2 separate regions of the Mus musculus genome follow, and region 2 is linked to region 1. Evidence: chromatin contacts called from public capture Hi-C data. All regions are on one chromosome and are shown on one strand. Each heading gives the region's core, a stretch centred on a gene start, on an enhancer-like site or on the middle of the called end of the contact. The rest is flanking DNA. Distances are from core to core; before and after follow the strand shown. Region 1 overlaps Smpdl3b (sphingomyelin phosphodiesterase, acid-like 3B). Region 2 overlaps Ahdc1 (AT hook, DNA binding motif, containing 1).

What was found. Capture Hi-C pulls out chosen DNA fragments and counts their contacts.
Region 2: a contact with region 1 is called in a capture Hi-C map of embryonic stem cells, with 2.6 times the contacts expected there. The contact joins two enhancer-like sites. A contact is called at or near these places in 2 of 9 other capture datasets (adipose tissue and embryonic stem cells).

What each region holds. Positions count from the first base shown.
Region 1 is chr4:132,734,540-132,739,398 of GRCm38.p6, forward strand. Smpdl3b (sphingomyelin phosphodiesterase, acid-like 3B) reads right to left here. Exons shown (of 8, transcript NM_133888.2): 6 at 3,698-3,878; 7 at 3,480-3,613. Among named protein-coding and RNA genes, the nearest start is that of Xkr8, 4.4 kb to the left of the region's middle. Within about 2 kb of position 2,807, at least 15 of the 459 cell types and tissues checked have an H3K27ac peak or open chromatin away from gene starts, as enhancers often do. A contact at or near this core is called in embryonic stem cells, where this site is marked.
Region 2 is chr4:133,068,699-133,073,557 of GRCm38.p6, forward strand. All of the region lies in intron 6 of Ahdc1 (AT hook, DNA binding motif, containing 1), which reads left to right. Among named protein-coding and RNA genes, the nearest start is that of Gm26615, 12 kb to the right of the region's middle. Within about 2 kb of position 1,858, at least 54 of the 459 cell types and tissues checked have an H3K27ac peak or open chromatin away from gene starts, as enhancers often do. A contact at or near this core is called in embryonic stem cells, where this site is marked.

The sequences.
Region 1 (4,859 bases), core at 1,557-4,056:
AGGCACATGGCATTGTTGCACTAAGTCCCCTCAGTCCTGTGACTTTCCAGGGTACAGAGAAAGCAGTGAATCGAGCGTGTAGACAATAGGCTAGACTCTTACAAATCCTCAGGCCTGGGGCCAACAAGATGGATCCCTAAAATCCACACAGTGGAAGGCATGACAGATAGAAGGCAAGAACTAACCTTGTCAAGTCACACACACACACACCAGTTTTCTCTTTCTTTCTTTCTTTCTTTCTTTCTTTCTTTCTTTCTTTCTTTCTTCCATTCCTCAGACGGGAGCAGAAGACATGGCTTTGTGTTTAAGAGTACTTTTTAAAAGATTTACTTTATGTAGAGAGAATATGCTGTATATTGTATGGATGTATCACCTGTCAATTAGAAGACCTATGGCCTATAGGAGAGGGTAGAGTAGAAGGTGGGACATCCAGGAGGCAGAAAGAATTCTGGGATAAAGACAAGCGGGAGAGGTTTGACCAAGGAAGATCACATGGTACCTGAGCACAGGTAACCAGCCATGTGGCAGAATGTTGATTAAAATAAATGGGTTAATTTAAATCATATCTAGTCAGAGAAGAGCCTAGCTCTACAGGCAAGGCATTTGTAAATATATCTTGAGTCTGAGTTTCTGGGAGCAAGGGGCTGGGAGGAAGAACCAGGACCTAAGTACAATTTAATTTTTAATTTTGTGAGGCAGCGGATATGCACACGTGTGCAGGTACCCACAGAGGCCAGAGGAAGCTGTCAGAGTCTCTGGAACTGGCCCTACAGGCAGTTGTGAGCCGCCTGATGTGGGTGCTAGGGACGGAACTTAAGTGATCTACAAGAGCAGTGTATACTGTTAACCACTGAGCCACCCCACCCATGGGCACTTCTGCACAACTCTGAGGAACCTAGTTTATATCCTAGCTCGCTCTCCCCACCCCCACCCTCATCCCCCAGACCAAGCAGGGCACTGTGGCTCATAGCTGCAATCCCAGCACTCAGGAGACTGAGGCAGAAAGGATGTATCAGGGCTGGAGAGATGACTCAGCAATAACAAACAGTAAAGAGCTGGCTCAATTCCCATCACCCACATGGCAGCTCACAACTGTCTGTAACTCCAGTTCCTGGGGATCCTACACCCTCACACAGACATATTACACACAGGTTATTTATTTAATGTGCATTGGGCAAAACACCAATGCACATTAAATAAATAGCCATTAAAAAATTTAAAAAGAGGGCTGGGGAGATGGCTCAGCGATTAAGAGCACTGACTGCTCTTCCAGAGATCCTGAGTTCAATTCCCAGCAACCACATGGTGGCTCACAACCATCTGTAATGGGATTTGTTACCATCTTCTGGTGTGCCTGAAGATACCTAATATATATATATAAAGAAAGGATGCACCAAGCATCTGCCAACACATGCTGGCTCCTCCGCCTCTGAACCATCTTCAGACTCAGATGCTTCTCAGCAGCCTGGCCCAGCCACCACCCTCTCCAGCAGGTGTCCTCACTCCAGACCTTGGTCACAGCAGTCTGCTCTTTGCCCAGCAGACAAGGTGATTTTGTGAAACTGTGACTCAGAACAGTTTGCACTTCTGTCCCCTGCTCTTCAGATCCAGACCTTGACCTGGCCCGGTGCCTTCCACCCTTGGCTCCTGCCCTCTGGGGTCACCTGGTCTCCCTGCTCTCCCACAGGAACACTAAGCCACTTCCCACCCCCACCCCCACCCCCACCCCACCCCGGGGCATCTGACCTGCTCTTCCCTCTACCTTCCCTTCAAAGCCAGCTGTGTTCTCAGTTTACACAGAACTCAAATGCCTCCTTACTTAGGACATTTCCCTCATCCCATCTACTTAACACATCTCACACACACTCCAAAAACAGCTGCACTTTCCTTCCCCACCCCTTCCTCCCTTCTTGCCTCTCTCCTTCCCTGTTCTTTCTTCAGTGTTGGAAATCACCCCTCCACCATGCTAAGCAATCACTCTGCTGCTGAGCTGTAGCCTTGACTCCCCACCCCACCCCCACCTCATACCCCTTCTGAGACAGGGTCTCCTGGCTAAGCTCCTGTCTGGTCTTGAACTCACTATGTGGCCCAGGCTGGTTTTAAATTTTAGTCCTGTACCTCAGCCTCCCAAGTGCCTGCCTGGTATTCCAGTCCCATGCCAGCAGGCTCAGCTACCACCCTGCCTTTCCTGTCTCCCATGTTAAATTTTATGTAGCTATTTACTGCCTTCCTCCTGTAGGGATTTTGACGCAGGAAAGTAGTTACTCTATTGTTTGTTTCTGCATCTCCTAAGCTTTGAACAGAGCCGGGTGTGTATGTGGCCTGTGCTTAGTACTTTCTGTTGAATGAATGAAGTAGTATCTCTTTCGCCATTTCTACAACCCCAGCACATCCTAGGAAGTGAAGAAGTATTCACAGGGTTAGGGTCTGAGTGCTAGTTGATGAATGGAGGTGGGGCAATGGGCTTGAACTCAGACCGAGAGAAGTCTTCCATGCCAGCCTCCAAAGAGACAATTTTATCTTGAGGGCACTCGGGAGATCTTTAAGGTTTGTGAGTCACGGAGAGGCAAAATGAAGTCAATGTTCTAGGAAGATGAATGGGGCAGCAGGGAGACCAGGCAGTCATAGTAACCCAGGACAAGTAGAACAGGCTTTGGGGTTAGAATAGATCTGATTTGGTGGCAGGTGACTCCCAAGGGTCTAACCAAGATTCCCTTCCACGGTGGTTTGAATACGGTTAGCCCATGGGAAGTAGCACTATTAGGAGGTGTGGCCTTGTGGGGATAGGTGTGGCCTTGTTGGAGGAAGTGTGTCACTGTGTAGGAGGGTTTTGAGGTCTCCTAGTGCTCAAGTTCCGCCCAATGTGAAAGAGAATTGTGGGAAGCCGTGAACAATCGCCATTACAAGATGGCGCTGGCTTCCTCAGTGCCTAACTAGTAAACAAGCAATGTGCGCAGGTGCTAGAGTAAATTCGTGCCAAGTCACTGCCCATCCCGGGGTGTAATAGTGGGGTGATGGGTGAGCAGCTAATCAGGAGCTGACACGTCACAGAGGTGTATTTAAGCAGCTCCATTTTCCGGGTTCGGGGTCTTCCTGAGAAGTAAGCAATAATAGAAGGATCTGGTTGTCCGAGTGTGTTTTGCTGGCGAGACGTTACAAGGACAAGAGAGAATCTCCTGCCCCTTCTGAGCAAGATGTAGAACTCTCAGCTCTTAACCAGCACCGTGTCTGTCTGGGCTCTGCCATGCCTCCCACCATGATGATAAATGGACTGAACCTCTGAACCTGTAAGCCAGCCCCAGTTAAATGTTGTCCTTTATAAGAGTTGCCTTGAACAGGGGTGTCTCTTCACAGCAATGAAACCCTAACTAAGGCATCCTCCAAGGCTCAGTGGTCAGTAGCAACTGGGTCAGCTGAAGGTTAGGAAAGGTGGTGATAGACTTAGATTTCCCCCAACCCAGCAGACCCAAACTCCTAACCTTCAAGTTGAGTGTGGCTCGATCATACTCGAAAATGCGTATCCCTGGATTGTTGGCCCCATCGACCACTCCAGGTAATGTGGTCTTCCACGGTGTGACCCCGGGTGTGAGAAACATGACGTTTATGGGGGCACCTTTAGGGGGAAAAGACAGCAGGCTGAAAAAGGGGTAAGGAAAGAAGAGGCTGGCAGGTGGCCAGTTCCCTCAGGATGGAGCACCTGTGTTGTCATAGAACATTCGGAAGCTGTCGGTATGGTGGTGTCCAAAGAACTGCCCTGCTATGACCCGATGGTGCTTCTGGATCACCTTCAGATACTCCTCATTGAAGCTCTCTCGGAACCAGGCCTTGTTCTGTGTCTTCTCAAAGAACCCCGGGGGCACGTGGCCAATAACATACACCTGCAAGAATGAGGTTCTGCGATCAGAGATGCCCTCTCCAGCCCCCATTTCCACCTTCCAAAACCTGCCCATGTCCTCCCTCTGAACGTAGCCCCAGAGCACATCTTCCCCAAACTCTTCCTGATCCTTCAAAGAGAGCTCCTTGATTCCCAGAGCTGGGGCTGATCCTGCATGACTGTGAGAGAACGCTACGTGGTCCTGTGCATTTCCACTGCAAAATGTAGAACAGGGGCAGAAATGAGAGCATGTGCTTAGCCAGGGGCAACTGGCTCACACCTTCAATCCCAACACTTGGAAGGCAGAGGCAGGCAGATGTCTGGGAGTCCAAGGCCAGCCTGGTCAACATGAGTGTGTGTGTGTGTGTGTGTGTGTGTGTGTGTGTGTGTGTGTGAATGTATGTTTAATGTATGAATGCTATATCTGCATGTACACCTGTGTGCCAAAAAAGAGCATCAAATCCCATTACAGATGGTTGTGAGCCACCATGTGGTTGCTGGGAATTGAACTCAGGACCTCTGGAAGAGCAGCCAGTGCTCTTAATGCTTAGCCATCCCTCCAGCCTGAGAGCTTATATTAAAAATAAAGGGCATGAATGAGCTTTGGCCTCTAACTTCAGCTTGGACACCAGCTACATGCCATCTCTCTGAGCTTCAAGTTTCTCGTTTGGAAGAGTCTCCACTTGGTGGAGCTTGCTACCAAATTAAAAGAGGGGGAGCCGCCCAAAGCACTATATGCCTGCTGTTGGCATGGTGAGCACTCACCAGCACCAGCCACAAAACTCTCCTGGAGTTTGCTATGCAACACATGGGCTCACACAGGAGCCACTGTGCCAGTCCTTAAGTAGCTGCTGGCTTAGCAGACAAGACGGACACCCCTAACATCCATGCACCTCCTTGGGTACACAGTGCGCACTACTGCTGTGCGTATGGTGATGACAGAAAGACATGGGAACTCAGAGCAATTCTCACTGAGGTTCTAGGC
Region 2 (4,859 bases), core at 608-3,107, 330 kb after region 1:
GCATCAGGCATTGGAAGCACCAGAAAAGAGGCGCTTGATTCTCAGAGGACCTTGGGTTCAGAGAGAAAGACAGGAAACACAGAAGGGCGCAGAACACTTGTTGGGTAGAGGTGTGGAGAAGAATGGGGCAAGGCCAGCAAGGAGGTTGTGAGAGATTGCATCAGGGAACCCAGACCTTCCAGCTACCAATAGGACGCAGGAGCTACATGGTAGGCGGGGAGGACCTACTGGGCAGGGGGACCAGCAGGCGGTGTGTACGGTCTTGAGGCAGGGAGGGGTTGGGCTTTGAAGAGCTGAGGGATGAAGAGGCAGGAAAGCTAAGCAAGGGCCAGATTGGCAGAGGCAGGGCCTGTCAGACACTGCAAGGAATTTGAATCATTCCAAGATGTACAGGGAGCCATTGTAGAAAGGAGACCAGACAAGCCAGCCGTGATGGTGGCTTGGACTAAAGTGATCTGCGGTAATGCTTTAGTTAGGATAACAGACAAGTGCCTCATGTAGAGCAACCACCCTCTGGTGCCAAGGACTAGTTAAAATCCTGTGAGAGAGAAAGGTTGGAGGATGCAGAGAGTAGAGTGGCAGGGAGGGAGAATTGGTAGAGGGAGCCACGCTGTCAGCAGCAGGCTTAAGCAGAGAAGACAGTGACAACGCTCACTCACCGACAGGGCAGCGAGCAGCTTTAATAGGCACTGGGTAGCGGCGCTCCGGCTCATCTACTCATCCTCTGCTCCTTGGAGCCCATTCTGTGGCAGGATCTGGGGAGACAGAGTAGACAGGGCTCCTGTCAGCAGTTCAGCACCGGCCCAGGAAGTTAAAACAGGCACACGGGAACCTGGAGACACCTGGTAGGGGATGGCATGTCCCCAAAGGTGGGAAGGAGCAAGGATTGCACCCCAGGCACTAGGTGTTGGGCTGAGAAATCCTTCTGTACACATGTGTGTTGTCCTCGTATGTAACACTGCCCCAGGACTCCTCACACCATCCTGGGCAGAGAGGATGTTCTAGGCTTTCATTGGAGAGTTAAGGATACAGGGACACCTGAACTCTGCCCAGGGATCCATAGTTTGTAAAACATGGAGCCATCTCTGCCCTTCAGAGCTGCCACAGGCCTGTTCTTCACCCACATCCCCAGCTCCCTGTGTGCAAGCAAAATGGAGGCTCCCATAAGGCGAACCCCATGGTTCTTTGGGATCAGAAGTTGTTTTGTATCTTAGCCCTGGCTGACCTGGAACTTGCTTCCTCCTGCCTCAGCCTACTGAGCGCTGGTGTTCCAGGCACTGACCACTGGGTCCAGAAGGTCTAATGTTTTAAATGAATTTTGTGGGTTTGTGGTAAGAAGCTGAGCTTGAAGAAAAGGCGAGATTATGGAGCCAGGGGAGGGCACCGCAGGCAGTGGGAACTGAGGTCAAGAGCAAGCTCCGTCCCAGGGAGAGCTGGGAATGTGTGTCCTGCCTCTGCTGAGTACTGTAGCTGACAGGACAGTTGGAAATAGGTGAAAAGGGGTGAAAAGGAGTGGAGGGGACCTTCAGCTCATACAGGCATATTCTTAGGTCCCCTAAATGAAAAGCAGACCCAGACAGACTAGCTCCATACTGGGGCCCTTAAACCAAATACCAACTGCAGCAGACCCCAGGAGTAGAGATGAGATGGTGGAAAGGGACCAGATACATTCAGGAATCTCTAATCCTTCTCTCCTCCCTATTAGCTCTTGGCTGTAGAAGGGAGGCCAAGAGAAATGTCACAGGTCCTCCCAGGTTACACCAGCTGGGGCTGGACCGGAACAGGAGGCAGTTTCCAAGACCACCAGCCAGCCAGGGTCAGCAGGCATGCCCAGGCCTGGCTGTTCTGGGCTTTGTCTCTCTGAGTTTTGAATCCTTAAGAGGTCACTTGATCTTGCCTCTGGCTCTGAGCAAGAGGCCTCATGTCAGGCCTCAGCCGGTCTTGCCCTGCTTCCTCCAGGCACCAGGTTTTCTCCTCCTTCTGAGGTCACCCTCCAGTTCTACTGTCTGCTTTCCCTGGAGCCATATTTAGGCTAGGCCTTCTTGTTTCAGGCCCCCGCTTCTTGGAAATACCATCTCTCTATGAACATACCTTCTGCTGCTGCTCCTCTCTCTGCACCCCACATTCCTGGTAAAAGCAGACCTCTAAAACTGGCAGGCAGTGGCTAGGAGTACGTGTCTGTGGCTACACACAGGCCGCTCTGTGCACTTGGTTCCAGCCCTTAGCAACTAGGTGATCTGGTGACTCACATAACCTGGTGATTCACAGCATCTCTATCTCTTGTAAGAATGAAGGGGATTGACATGTAAAGCCCTTAGCCCTGGCCTGGCCCACAAGCAAGCACCTCGGCAGTGGCTGGTAGATGGGTGGATGAATACCTTCCCACGGTCTGGATTCTGGGTCCCTAATTCAAGCAGTGTGAGTCACACATCTCCAACCCTTGTCCCTGACCTTTGCTTGACCAAAGATAGCCCTCCTGCATCTGTTGCCTGCTGCCCTATGACAAGAGCCTTGTGTTCTGGTATGGGCCTCAAGCATTTGGAAACCTTGAAATTCTTCTTGGGCCTGGAGATATAGGTGATTGTTGGAGTGTTTGCCTATTGTGTACACACAAGGCCCTGGATTCCACCCCCAGACCTGGGGATATGGATGGTAGACAGGGTAATCGCAGTGCTTTTATGTTAGCCACTAGATCAAGTCCTCCTGGGAAGAGGTAGGGGTGTAGAGAGAAGGTCGGCCCCACTCCTAGGCACCTTCAGTAGTTACTGGGTCAGCTAGATCCCCGTCTATACAGTTTGCACAGTCTTCTCCCCAAAATCCAAGCCTCTGAGAACGTTCCTTATAACTTTATAGTATGTTATGGTTTTCCCTGGATAGCTCTGTCTGGTTCGTCACTGTCTGTCCATCTTTGGTTCCACGATGCCTGTGCTGGAGAAGTAGATGCAGTCTGTGTCCAGTCCACGTGAACTAGCAGCCCACTCTGCACTGGCCAGTAAACCATGCCCAAGACACCATGGACCACGAACCTAATGCGCTTGTTTCAACCCTACATGAGGACCCTGTCTAGGGGAGGCTGGGTTCTCCAGCAAGAAGGCGGATCCTCCACACCAGCCCTTGTGAGCTACATGAGGAGGGAGGGTAGACAGCAGGAACTTCCTTGAGGCTGGAAATGGAGCCTAACAAATGAGAGATTTCAGCAGTGAGAGCCCTACTCAGCCACCTGGGTCTCTGGCCCACCCCCACCCCAGTCCATTCTGCCCGTGGTGGCCGCCAAAGTGCTTGCTGTTCAGCATTTTTAGATGCACAGTGTCTGGAGCCCCTAAAATATTTATTGGATGAATTGATTAAAGCACATCTGTTCTTGCAGCTCCATGCTTCACACCTTTTGATTGCATCCTTCCTCTCCAGCCTTGTCTACAGAACCCCGGCTTGAATGCCTGCCATGGTACAGAGGGTATCTGGGCTTCTGTCCCAGCATCCACCTCTGCCTGAGCCCCATCTCTCTCTCTCTCTCTCTCTCTCTCTCTCTCTCTCTCTCTCTCTCACACACACACACACACACACACACACACACACACCCTTCCTGACCAGGCCGAGTCAGGAGGGAGCATGAGAGAAGTCTTTATAGGATATGCCCTCGTTTTCTTTGCCCTCACCTGGTTGCCCTCTCTTACCCGCTGTGGTCTCCTACCTGTCTGCCCTGTCCAGGAGTGTCCCCAGCATGCCATCAGTTCCTTTGGACTGTTCACTCATGTCTGATCATGTGAGGGATATGGCAGGTGTATGTGCACATGCATGCACACATGTATGCATGTGAAAGAAATAGACTGCAAGAAATAGCCTGGAAGAACCAAGAGAGGAAAGGGTGGTCCCCTGAACGTGGTGGTCGGTGCCTGCCTTTAATCCCAACACCCTGGAGGCAGAAACGTGCACTCTTGACTGCCAGACCAGCCAGGGCTACATAGAGAAAACCCTGTCTCCAAAAGAGAGAGGTGAAGGCTCAGTGCCTAAATCTTCAGGAAGTAATCCTAAAAGTGGCACACAGAAGGGTGTGTCAGGGAACCTGTCGACACTCTCGGGACCAGGTAGCTTTCAGAGGGGAGGCCTCCTCCCTGGAGACACATCTATATGTGTAATAGTGTACAAATGTGGAGATGAGGACTTGTTACCTCAGGACAAGATGAACTGGAAAGTGGGTGGTATGCTCACAGCAGATTGGGTGTCTGCAGATGAGAAGCCTGTCTAGTCCATCAGCAAGTTTTGTAGGTCTCTGTGTCCAGCAACAAAGGGGGGGGCTCTCAGAACCAAAGTTCAAGGCACCGATCCTGAAAAGTGGAGGAGCCCCCCAGACCCTGAGGTCTTTGGTCTCAGTTGGAAGCCTCCTGTGACCCTTCACTGAACCTCTCGTGGTATTTCTGCCTGTCAGGTGTAGTTTAAGCCCCACAGAAATATCTTACACATTGAGGTACCTCAAAGGCCTGCAGTAACATGAAATGCCAGAGAAGTAGCTTGGTCTTCAGGCGACTGATTTGCCCTTCGACCCTTGTGTCTGGAACACCTAAAAGTCTCATCACTTGTTCAAGCCCTTGCTTTTCAGTAAGAGAACTGAAGCTCAGAGAGGGAGGGGCCTCCCTCTCCATCTTCCGCACCTGACACTGAAATCCGTTTCTGGAGGCATAGACCAGGGAGCGGAGGTCGAGCCTTAGCGCATGCCCTAGCAGGAAGTGGGTGTGGTACACAGTTTCTTACCAGGAGTGTACCCTCCCTTCATAGAGAGAATGGTTCTCTGGGCAGCCAGATCTCTATATGATCCCTAGCACTTTGAATCTCTGCCCAGGCAAAGACCACCGAAGTCTCTA